2 separate regions of the Mus musculus genome follow, and region 2 is linked to region 1. A link is a contact called in public HiChIP or PLAC-seq data. All regions are on one chromosome and are shown on one strand. Each heading gives the region's core, a stretch centred on a gene start, on an enhancer-like site or on the middle of the called end of the contact. The rest is flanking DNA. Distances are from core to core; before and after follow the strand shown.

What was found. HiChIP or PLAC-seq counts read pairs in DNA pulled down with a chosen protein or histone mark.
Region 2: an H3K4me3 HiChIP or PLAC-seq map of bone marrow-derived macrophages shows a contact between it and region 1, with 4 times the contacts expected there. The contact joins two enhancer-like sites. A contact is called at or near these places in 3 of 39 promoter capture datasets (the C10 cell line, HPC-7-derived erythroid cells and liver), 1 of 484 Hi-C or Micro-C datasets (nephron progenitors), 2 of 115 datasets of contacts at active chromatin or transcription factors (bone marrow-derived macrophages and forebrain) and 1 of 9 other capture datasets (adipose tissue).

The regions. Positions count from the first base shown.
Region 1 is chr10:84,773,373-84,777,952 of GRCm38.p6, reverse strand. All of the region lies in intron 1 of Rfx4 (regulatory factor X, 4 (influences HLA class II expression)), which reads right to left. Among named protein-coding and RNA genes, the nearest start is that of Rfx4, 20 kb to the right of the region's middle. Within about 2 kb of position 3,177, at least 93 of the 459 cell types and tissues checked have an H3K27ac peak or open chromatin away from gene starts, as enhancers often do. A contact at or near this core is called in bone marrow-derived macrophages, where this site is marked.
Region 2 is chr10:85,008,573-85,013,435 of GRCm38.p6, reverse strand. All of the region lies in intron 9 of Ric8b (RIC8 guanine nucleotide exchange factor B), which reads right to left. Among named protein-coding and RNA genes, the nearest start is that of Gm34633, 7.0 kb to the right of the region's middle. Within about 2 kb of position 2,060, at least 18 of the 459 cell types and tissues checked have an H3K27ac peak or open chromatin away from gene starts, as enhancers often do. A contact at or near this core is called in bone marrow-derived macrophages, where this site is marked.

The sequences.
Region 1 (4,580 bases), core at 1,928-4,427:
CCTCACCCCGTCCTGCCTTGACACGGGTCCCTGGCTGCATCCATGGCTGATCATGACGGCATCTGTCTCCATCAAACCACATCACTGTCTGGAGCTGGGAAGATGGCTCAGTAAGGCCAGCGCTAGGCCCTGAGTTCAGCTAGGTGGTGTATGCTTATAATGTTGGCACTGGTGGGGCAGAGAAGACGCATCTCTGGGGCTTGCTGACCCGCCAGCCTCATCTACCATGTGTCATTTAAGACAGTGAGGCTGTCTCAAAAATGAAGTGGACAGTGCCTGAGGGGTGGCACTTGAAAATGTCCTCTTGTCTCTGCAGGAATGCATACACACATGCGCACGTGCACCCACACGCATGAATATTCATTCACACACACACACACACACACACACACACACACACACACCCTCCTCTCCATGAGACTAGGAAGAGATTCTTCCTGTCCATTAATGGACTACACCCAAGCCAGTCCCGTTAACCTTGGTAAGGCCTGGTTCAGCCATGAAAACCCTCTGCACAAAGAGGACGGGTGTTCTGGAAAACTTGGCAACATTCCAGAGAGGAGGAGCTTATTCTCCACATCCGGTGGGCCAGAATGGCACAGCTCCTGACCACCATGTCCCGAGTCAGGCCAGAATGGCACAGCCCCTGACTGCCATGTCCCAAGTCAGGCAACAATGTTCCTCCCCTGTTCCTGCCTTCTGTGGCTCAGTCCCAGCACTGGAGACAGAGAAAAGCCCAGCCCAAGGACAGAGGCCAGTAAAAAGGGCCATGAGGGGAAGAGAAGCAAGATGTGATGGAGAGTATTTTCTTCTGCCTACTGTCGCACACACATGGCTCCCTCTGACCCTAAGATACACTGTTTGTGCAGCCAGGCTGCTCTCCGCTGTCCTAGGGAACACCCAAATGAGTCCAGTCTCTGACACCGGGCAGAGATGGGAACACAATTATCATGTCTCCATGTCTCTGGTTCAAGGCCCCCAGTTGTTTCATCAACTTTTCGAAGAAATTTCTCCTGCTTTGTTACTATCCAATTTTCTAAACATCTTCTTGTCGGTCAATGTCCTTGGGGCCATCTGTCAAACAGAGTCAACTCGAAGGGCCCAGACTGTGGTGTGACTACTTAGAGTACCCATGCTTCCAGAAACTTTGCAGTTGAGGTTGGGATGGGACTGTGTAGGGTTTGCCATCTCAATCAGAATGGCGTCTATACTGAATTTTAATGAGGCTCTATAACTCATCTACCTTTGTAGTGTATGCAATTCAGGAACAAAGGCTAACCCATGTTGAACAATTATGGGTTCCACAGTGTTCAAATTGGCATATGGCTCATCACAAGAACTCTATGAAGTTGTTAAAGGGCATGTGTTAGGGCTGGAGAATCAGTTCCGAGAAAGCATGAGGCCCTGCGTTCAGATCCCTAACATCCACGTAAGAAGTTGAGTGTGACAGATTATCATCCCAGTGCTGGGGAACAAAAAGGAAGAGCTCTGGGGCTCGCTGGCCAGCCAATCTTGCCAAATAGGCAAACTCTAGGCTTAGGAGAGACACCATATCAATGTGGTGGCATACACCTGTAATCCCAGCACTTGGTAGTGAGGGTCAGGCAGATCTCTGAATTCAATGGCAGCCTGGTCTACAGAGTTAGTTCCAGGATAGCCAGGGTTACATAGAGAAACCCTACCTTGAAAAACCAAAAATAAAATAAAACAAAAAATTAAGGTGGAGAACCTCTGGCAAACATATCCATACTCCACCTCAAGAGAAAAGGGAACGGAGGTGGGGGTGGGGGGGGGGAGCAGAAATACATTTTGAGGTAAGAAAGCTAAAACTTATAGAGAGTAGATGATTGGTCAAAGTCACCCAGCTGGTAGAGGTCAGGATCAGCAGCCCAAGGTCATAACCTCAATTCTCCACGTGGGAGCTGAGCCTCCTTCTCCTGCCTCCCACACGGCTCCCAGACAGTGTCAGCGCTGCGACCTCAAGCAAAACCTGATTTGTGTCAGAACTTTCAATAAAACTCTACCTACACATTATAATTTTTGCTAAATACTCTTGCCTGTTTCTTTGTCAGCCTTTGGCACGTGTGGCGGGCTCTTCAGCTGGCAGCTCAAACACCTCAGGAGTGGAGTTTATTTGGGCCTTTCTTTTGACCCTCCACTAGAACCAAGCACACGGCGCCCAGTCTCACCTCAATACATGCTACATTACTGCCATGAGATTTCAAAGAACGTGTGACTTATAAGTAGACCTGGCCCCACAGCTGCAGACCTGGCCCCACAGCTGCACACCTGTCCACACAGCTGTAGGATTCTCTAATCTTCCTCATCTTCAAGGCTAGGAAAAGCACAGCACATCAAAGACTTTTTCTCAACTTAGGATAAGCAAAATGTTGTGCTTTTGTGTGTATGTGTGTGTGTGTATGCATGTACACACCCCCCTCCACCCCCCCCACACACACCTTTTTGATGTAAGAAGCTGTACTAGAGAGATGCTATCTCCTGAACTCTTGAGGGTAGGAGCCTATAGATTTATTTGACATGAATGACCTCTTTGCCTGCACATGTGTTCATGTATGTACATTGTCTGTTGCCCTCTGGGGTCAGATCCCATGAACGTGGAGTTACTGATGGCTGTGAACCACCATGCGTGTGTCAGGAACCAAACCTAGGTTTTCTGGAAGAGCAATTAGCGCTCTTAACTGCTCACCTCTCCAGCCTCCTCCCCATCTCTTTGCTTGTTTGTTTTGGACAAGGTCTCAGGCTGTAGCCCAGGCTGACCTCTACATTTCAATTCTTCTGCCTCCTATACGCTGGATTTCAGGAATGTGCCACCATTCCCAACTCCCATTTTCCATCTTGAACCCAGCTGTCTGCTATGCCTGGCCCCAGAGATGTTGCACACACTAAATAAACCATATCAAATATGTTCTCCCGCCAGCTCTCCACTACTCCATCAATAAGAAGTTCCTACCATGTGGCAAGTATCCCCCAAGAACGCATTGTCACATATTGGTCTAAATTAAACCTCAAAACAGTGTTCTCGCCATGACTTGATAGCTCTATTTATAGATATGGGAACTTGAAGTGGAAGTCACAAAGCGCGGCCAGCTGTGACCAGCGCGGCCACACTGGCACTCTTCCAGTGCAGAAGGAGCTCACCACTCACACGTGATGACTTCCTGTAGTGAAAGTCAAGCTTGTGGCAAATGTCGCAAAGGATATGAGGATGACTGCGAGCTCAGCCTCCTGGGCCGTACCACAAGCTGGGCTCCCAGCCGCCCGAAGCAGGATGAGACTCTGCCTGCCCATGAGTCTTACTCCTCAGGACCTTAACCAGCTTTACTTACAGGCAGCCCTTCATGCCTCTTCACTTTGGTTCAAAGACTGAGAAACCCTGATTTCCACAACTTTTCTCCATTTCATAGGATGAAACTGAGCAGAACCATACAGAGGACTGATTTCCTAGGAGGTGGTGGAAGAAATAGGAAGTTGCCCCATCCAGGAGACACCATGGCCCAGGCACCTGGAGCTTAGAATTCTGCTTGACAAATGCATTCATAACTTGAGGGGTGGAAGGTAGGGCACTGATTAAAATGAATCTTAAAAGCCAAAGCCTCGTGAAAGCTTGGGGACACGTTCTTGGGGACCTGAGATGGAGCTGTCTATGTATTCATTTTACAATTACTGCCATGTGCCTTTCTTATAATTCTAACAGAAGCCTTTCCTCTAGAGCCCTGGGGCCTAGGATCTCAAGACCTACAGATTTGTTTTCTAGAATTTAGTTTCCTCAGCCTTATTTGCTCCATTCAATATCTTGTCCCCAAGAGCTATGAATAGTTAGGAAAACAGTTGGCAGAGATGACTAATGAAACACCAGTTGCTGGAGTCACAGACAGGGAGAGCCTCCGTCAGAAAGGCCTTGGAAGATGAAGAACTTAGGCAAAGACGAAGGGGAGAGAGCAAGCCCTTTGAAGAATCAGAAGTTAGCCAGCATCATGTTCCCTTTAAGGTCCAAGATGCCTGACATGACGTCATGAGGGCGTTACAGGCAGGACAGGGTGGGAGAGAAGGCAGACTCGGTCTTGGTGGACTGTGAGATTTAGAGTCAGAACACCTGAGTTCAAGTACCAAGTACCGGTGCTACCACTCATAGCTATGAGGTCGTGAGGGTGGGTCCCAGGTTCCTAAATCCCTGCCTGCCAGGGTTCTCCAAAGATGCCCTAAAATAGCAATGGCAAAGTGCTGGACCCATTTGGCCTCATGGGGCATAGGAAACTGGAAAGGCACTGTCTCTTAGAACCCAGGAGCTTTCTGGAGAGATGAAGCCAGAGAGTCAGCGTGGGGGTGGGGGCTATGAACTGTAGCAGTGACTGAGTGTTCACCTCATGCCAGTTCAGTTACCTTGGGTTACACGCCTCCTCTGTTCTCGTCAGAGAAACCAAGGCAGACAGCCCACTAGCTCTGACTTGCTGGACAGAAACTAAGACAGACAGGGCAAATCCAGGTAGAGTAACTCAGACGGCTGGTGGCTGAGTTGAGTCAGGTCTAACTCCAAAGCCGGCATCCTGATCCAGGACACA
Region 2 (4,863 bases), core at 811-3,310, 240 kb before region 1:
ACTGTGTTAGCTCACCTTTTCTGCTCTGTTCTTGTGAGGCTGGACAAGGGACCAGTGTTTAGGGAAGAAGTGAGGGGCAAGAGGTAAAGGTTAACTTGAAAGTAAGGAGCTTAGCATCTACCCTGTACAATGTCTACTGGTTCACACCCTCTGCGAGTGGTGTGCTAGAGTCACTGGAGCAGTGGCAGGCAGGTAAGGCATTAGGAGGACACTATAATGGTGTATGGAAAAGGAGAGAAAGATGGACTATTGCTGAGGCAGGGGAAAGGCAGGTGTGGAAGGGCCTGGAGAAGGTGAGTAGGAGAGCATTCCTATGGCTCCAGGGTGGATACTAAGGACACAGCACTATCTACAGAGCCAGATACAGGAAACTGTACTCTTTTCCAGGACACAAAGAATGTCAGCTGCCTTTGTGGCAAGCATATAGAAATGCCAGTGGAGAGCCATCAGCAATTCTCTAGCCCAGGCACAACTTAGAGTTCGTATTTTCTAGTTCTGCCTGTGATGCGGAATTTTGTGATACTGACTATGATAACTGATGCAAAGCACGGGGACAACTTGCTGGAAACGGCAACTGAAGGATAAGAAGATTCTAGGTCTAAAGGTGACAAGTGTGATACACATCTGTAAAAACAAGAGCCTGGCTCAAAAGGTCAAAAACCCAAACCCAAACCCAAGCCAACCAAACTGAAACACAGAACTTAACCCACCCAATGGCCTGGTTTAAAGGTGTCGGTAACTGCAGGCTGTGAGGTATGGGAGGGCTGGATGGTAAGGAGAAGCACCAGAGAGGCAGGTATAGCAAAGACACAGCATCCCTGCCAGCACTACCACCAATTTTACCTCCACAGTAACAGAAGAGTCAACACTGGGGCTAGCGACCAGTGTGAGCTACCCAGCTACCTTCTTGCAATCCCAGGAAGAGTTCTTCCAAATCAAGTTTGTTATCTTTATTACTACCCTTTAGTCCAACTCTATAATTGGGAACAATTACTCACACAGTTTCATGATCAAATTACAAGAGTTAATTTATAGAACAAAGGTCACCCGTCTTTAAATTCTCACATATGAACTATTCCCAAGCACTGTATCACCCTTCTATTAAAATGGAAGCTCCTCAGAAGGCATGGATTATTTCCCTTCCCACACGGCTCCGTGCAATGCTTGTATCTACTGACATTTCTGTAGGAAGGGCATCAGTGAAACTTGGCCAGAGTCATGCATTCATGCAAATAAATTCAGACAGCAAAGTGATGTTGTGTGAAGAGTAAACAGAGTGTAAGTTAGGAAGTCTGAAGTCCAGATTCCTCCACTTACCAGCTGTGTGATCTTGGGCATGCCTCTGAGTCTTACTTTCCCTATCTGTGAAATGGGGGTCATGATAATACTGGCTCTGCCTACTTCCCAGTGATGACGTAAGAAGTCCCAGCCCAGCAGTGGCAGCAACAACTGCAACAGTATAGATCTAAGGGCCCTGTAAGTATGAGGACTCAAGTGTTTACTGTAGGGGAGTGGTAGGCACAGAGAGGTCTGGAAGCCAGACCTGGGTTCTAATGCTCGAATGTGAGTGAGTTTCCAGCACATTAACTGGAAGCTCTAAATTCTGATTTTATTTTCTATAACACTGGATCAGGAACGCTCATCTCATTAAGTGGTCATGAAAGCACAGACTACAGACTACACATGGTGTGTGGAGTGGCTGGGTTCTTGTTCTTTACACATTTACAGAAAGCTTCCCCTTCCTGATTGACTGGTGGTGGGGAGGAGAGGTAATGGTCCCTGTCCTCAAGCAGCTTCAGTCAACAGTTTGGAACACACACACACACACACACACACACACACACACACACACACCCCAATACTGAAAGAATTACAGAACAGCAGATCAACAAGCTTAAGATGATCGACAAGCAGTACCCTGCCTTCCTGAGCCTTAACAGCCCACCTGTATATGCCATTTGTTCAAGGAGATGTCTTGTCCTGTGGGAGAGCAGGAATGGATCATATGCTAGCTTGTGACCAACCCTGGGTTGATTCTCATACTCTCTGACTAATTCTCTGGTCTTCTGTATCCAGGACTCTGGCTGAGTCACTACTGGAGACTCACTACTGACAGCTTAGTGCATGCTCTGGTCATCTGTCATTTCATTGTCAGCTGTTTGTGTCCATGTCAGTAAGCTATGGACAGAGAGTCAGAACCTATTTATCAACACCACAGCAATGCTCCCTCACCATTGTATGGCAATGCACAAGCAGGTGGGACACAGGAGGAAAAGACATTGCTACAGGCTCCTTGCAGGAGGCAGACTCGGGGACACACTGTAATTAATGGCAGTGAAAAGACACGGTGTTATAGTGGGAGAGGCATCCCAGAGGCAGAATTAGTCAGGCAGAGGCACAAAAGCAAGAGTTAGTTATGTGCAGGGCTGGCAAGCAGGTTGGCTCAGCTGAGGAAAAGGAAAAAGAAAGCTCAAAAGTGCTGCGAGGCATGGAGGGCTAGATCCCGGGTGGGCACTAAGGCTGACGAGCTGCATCGAGTCCAGGGGATCGCTGTCTCCTATTTCAAAAGCCACCTTCCATATTTAAGAATGCTCATTAAAAATAAGCACTACTAAAAACTTTGATCTCTACAAATGACACTGCTCTGACATACTAAGGAAAGTATGCTCTGTGCTTTAGTTTTAGTGTCCTCTGTGTTCTAGCACGGTGCCGCAGAGAGCAGAGCCGCAGTTAAGTATGTGAACTGCATTTAGCTGGCCTTCTTACAGAAGTCAGGTATCTGGAGGCTCCTCACGGCTAAGTCATGAACAAGACTGGCTAAACCTGAGAGCAGATTGGTTTTCATCATCAAGATGTATAGATTCAGGAAAGGATTTCTGATCTTTAGGAAAGCCTGCTATAGAATCAAGAAAGGCTTATTAATCCACAGGAGATCATGTTACAGAAGAAGGAAATCACTGATCCATAGGAAATCCACGGAATGCTCCCCAAGGATATACTGCTCTCTGCAAGACTGTGCTCATCTTGAGGGCAGAGAGCCATGTCTTCTCAGGCTGTGATTTTCATCTAGGACAGAGCACACAGTGGGTGCTTGGTAAATGTTTGCCAAAAGGGCAGAGTGCATGGCTGTGGCCTAAATGGAGAATGGCAGAGGACTGTGTGTCAAGAAGCATTCCCTAGGCTATACAGCTTTGATGATGAGTCACCGTCATCAGATGATGCTGATGGCCCAGCTTAAGTCAACCAACCACCTTTTGGTACTGACTCAGCTTCTTGTGCCTGAGACATTAGGAGTTCTAGATTCTAGCTTCAAATTTTCTATTAGTCTATTACAAGTCCTTGGGCAAGCCATTTGCCTCTGAGCTACAAAATGAGGAAGGGGTGGACAAGATGATCCCCAATACTCTATACTAATGTTAAGAATAAGTATCAGGCTACTAATAATTTTGAATCACTTAAAAAGCTCCTGGGGTTTTTAAGACACTCAAAATCACTATCCTAATCAAGATATTCTAAACCTAATGGTCAATGCAGCACCTGCCTGTCAATGACATACAGCATGACCACAAATCTTTTCTGCCATCTGCCAGCAGGTGATTAAATGATTACTAAAGCAATGGCAAGTACCACAAACAGGATCCAGATGGCATCATGCCCTTTGCTGAGTCTTTTTATGAAGAGTTACCACAGGCCCTAAATTTATGATGGTTCTCTCTAAAAATTGATGGCTGGGTATCCAATAAACATCTTGTTTGAAATGTGTATCAGGATTAAGATATTCACATAGCAACAACTGCTTCATACTTACCTTCAATGCTATATACAGGCCTTAACACAGTTAAGACTGCCCCCGTTATCACCAAAAAGTACAGTGATGTCTACTGGATAAAGAGCCCATTCTAGGCACTGTGACAGTATCATGGCGGGCTTCTCATCTGATCAGGCATCTGGCCAGGGAAGAGATAAGCCTCCAAGAATGTTCAACTGGAACGAAACATCATTTAGAAATTTGATCTTACTAAACGATAAGGAATCATAGTCTATAAGGGTGTGGCCAGGCAAGAGGACACAGATAAAGCACGTCCAAGAAAAGAAAGCCTATTTTGCCCCACAGCCTAACCCTTGGGACTGCCAATGGAAACCAAAATAGTAATAATAGTAATAATAATAATTAATAATAATAAAAAGAAAAACAAAAGATTCTTAAATCTAGGGGTGGGAGCTTACAGAATTTAAACATACTTAAAATTTTCTGTTCTGTATAATATTTTTTTCCCAGATATATTTTAACATCTTCCTGTTGGTGTGATACTCTGTGATAGCTCCTTGGAACTGTAGAGATGGTCACACTGTTTTAGGGCTTCAAGTTCCTATGTGACTCCCCCAGCAGGGACTGTCAGTATCAGGGCTCAGACAGTAACATGCCCAACTGCACAATGGGGACTGGGTCAGATGTGTCTGTGTACCACCTGACTTGACCTGGAAGCCAGAGAATACTCTTGCCCACAGCACATGTGCTGTGCAGGATAAACAAAGCATTCCATTCAAGTGCACTTGTGAAAGCAGGGCACAATCACGCAGTCGGTAAAAACACATCCTTGTTTCCCACTTGCACATCTCCCAAGAGTCCCTTCGAATTTACCTATACGAGTTTCAGCTTCCCGCTTGCCACTTAGCTTGATAACGACTCAAAAATCATTCCCTTGTTTTCAAGGGCTCTTCTTTCTTGTCTGCTCTGTGTACTACAGGGCAGTATTGACATGGAATTAATGACAGGGTCTGTAATGAAACAACAATCATGCAAACACCAGTCTGCTCTTTTGACAAAACAGCATGTTAGAGACCTATCCACCTCCCTCTAAT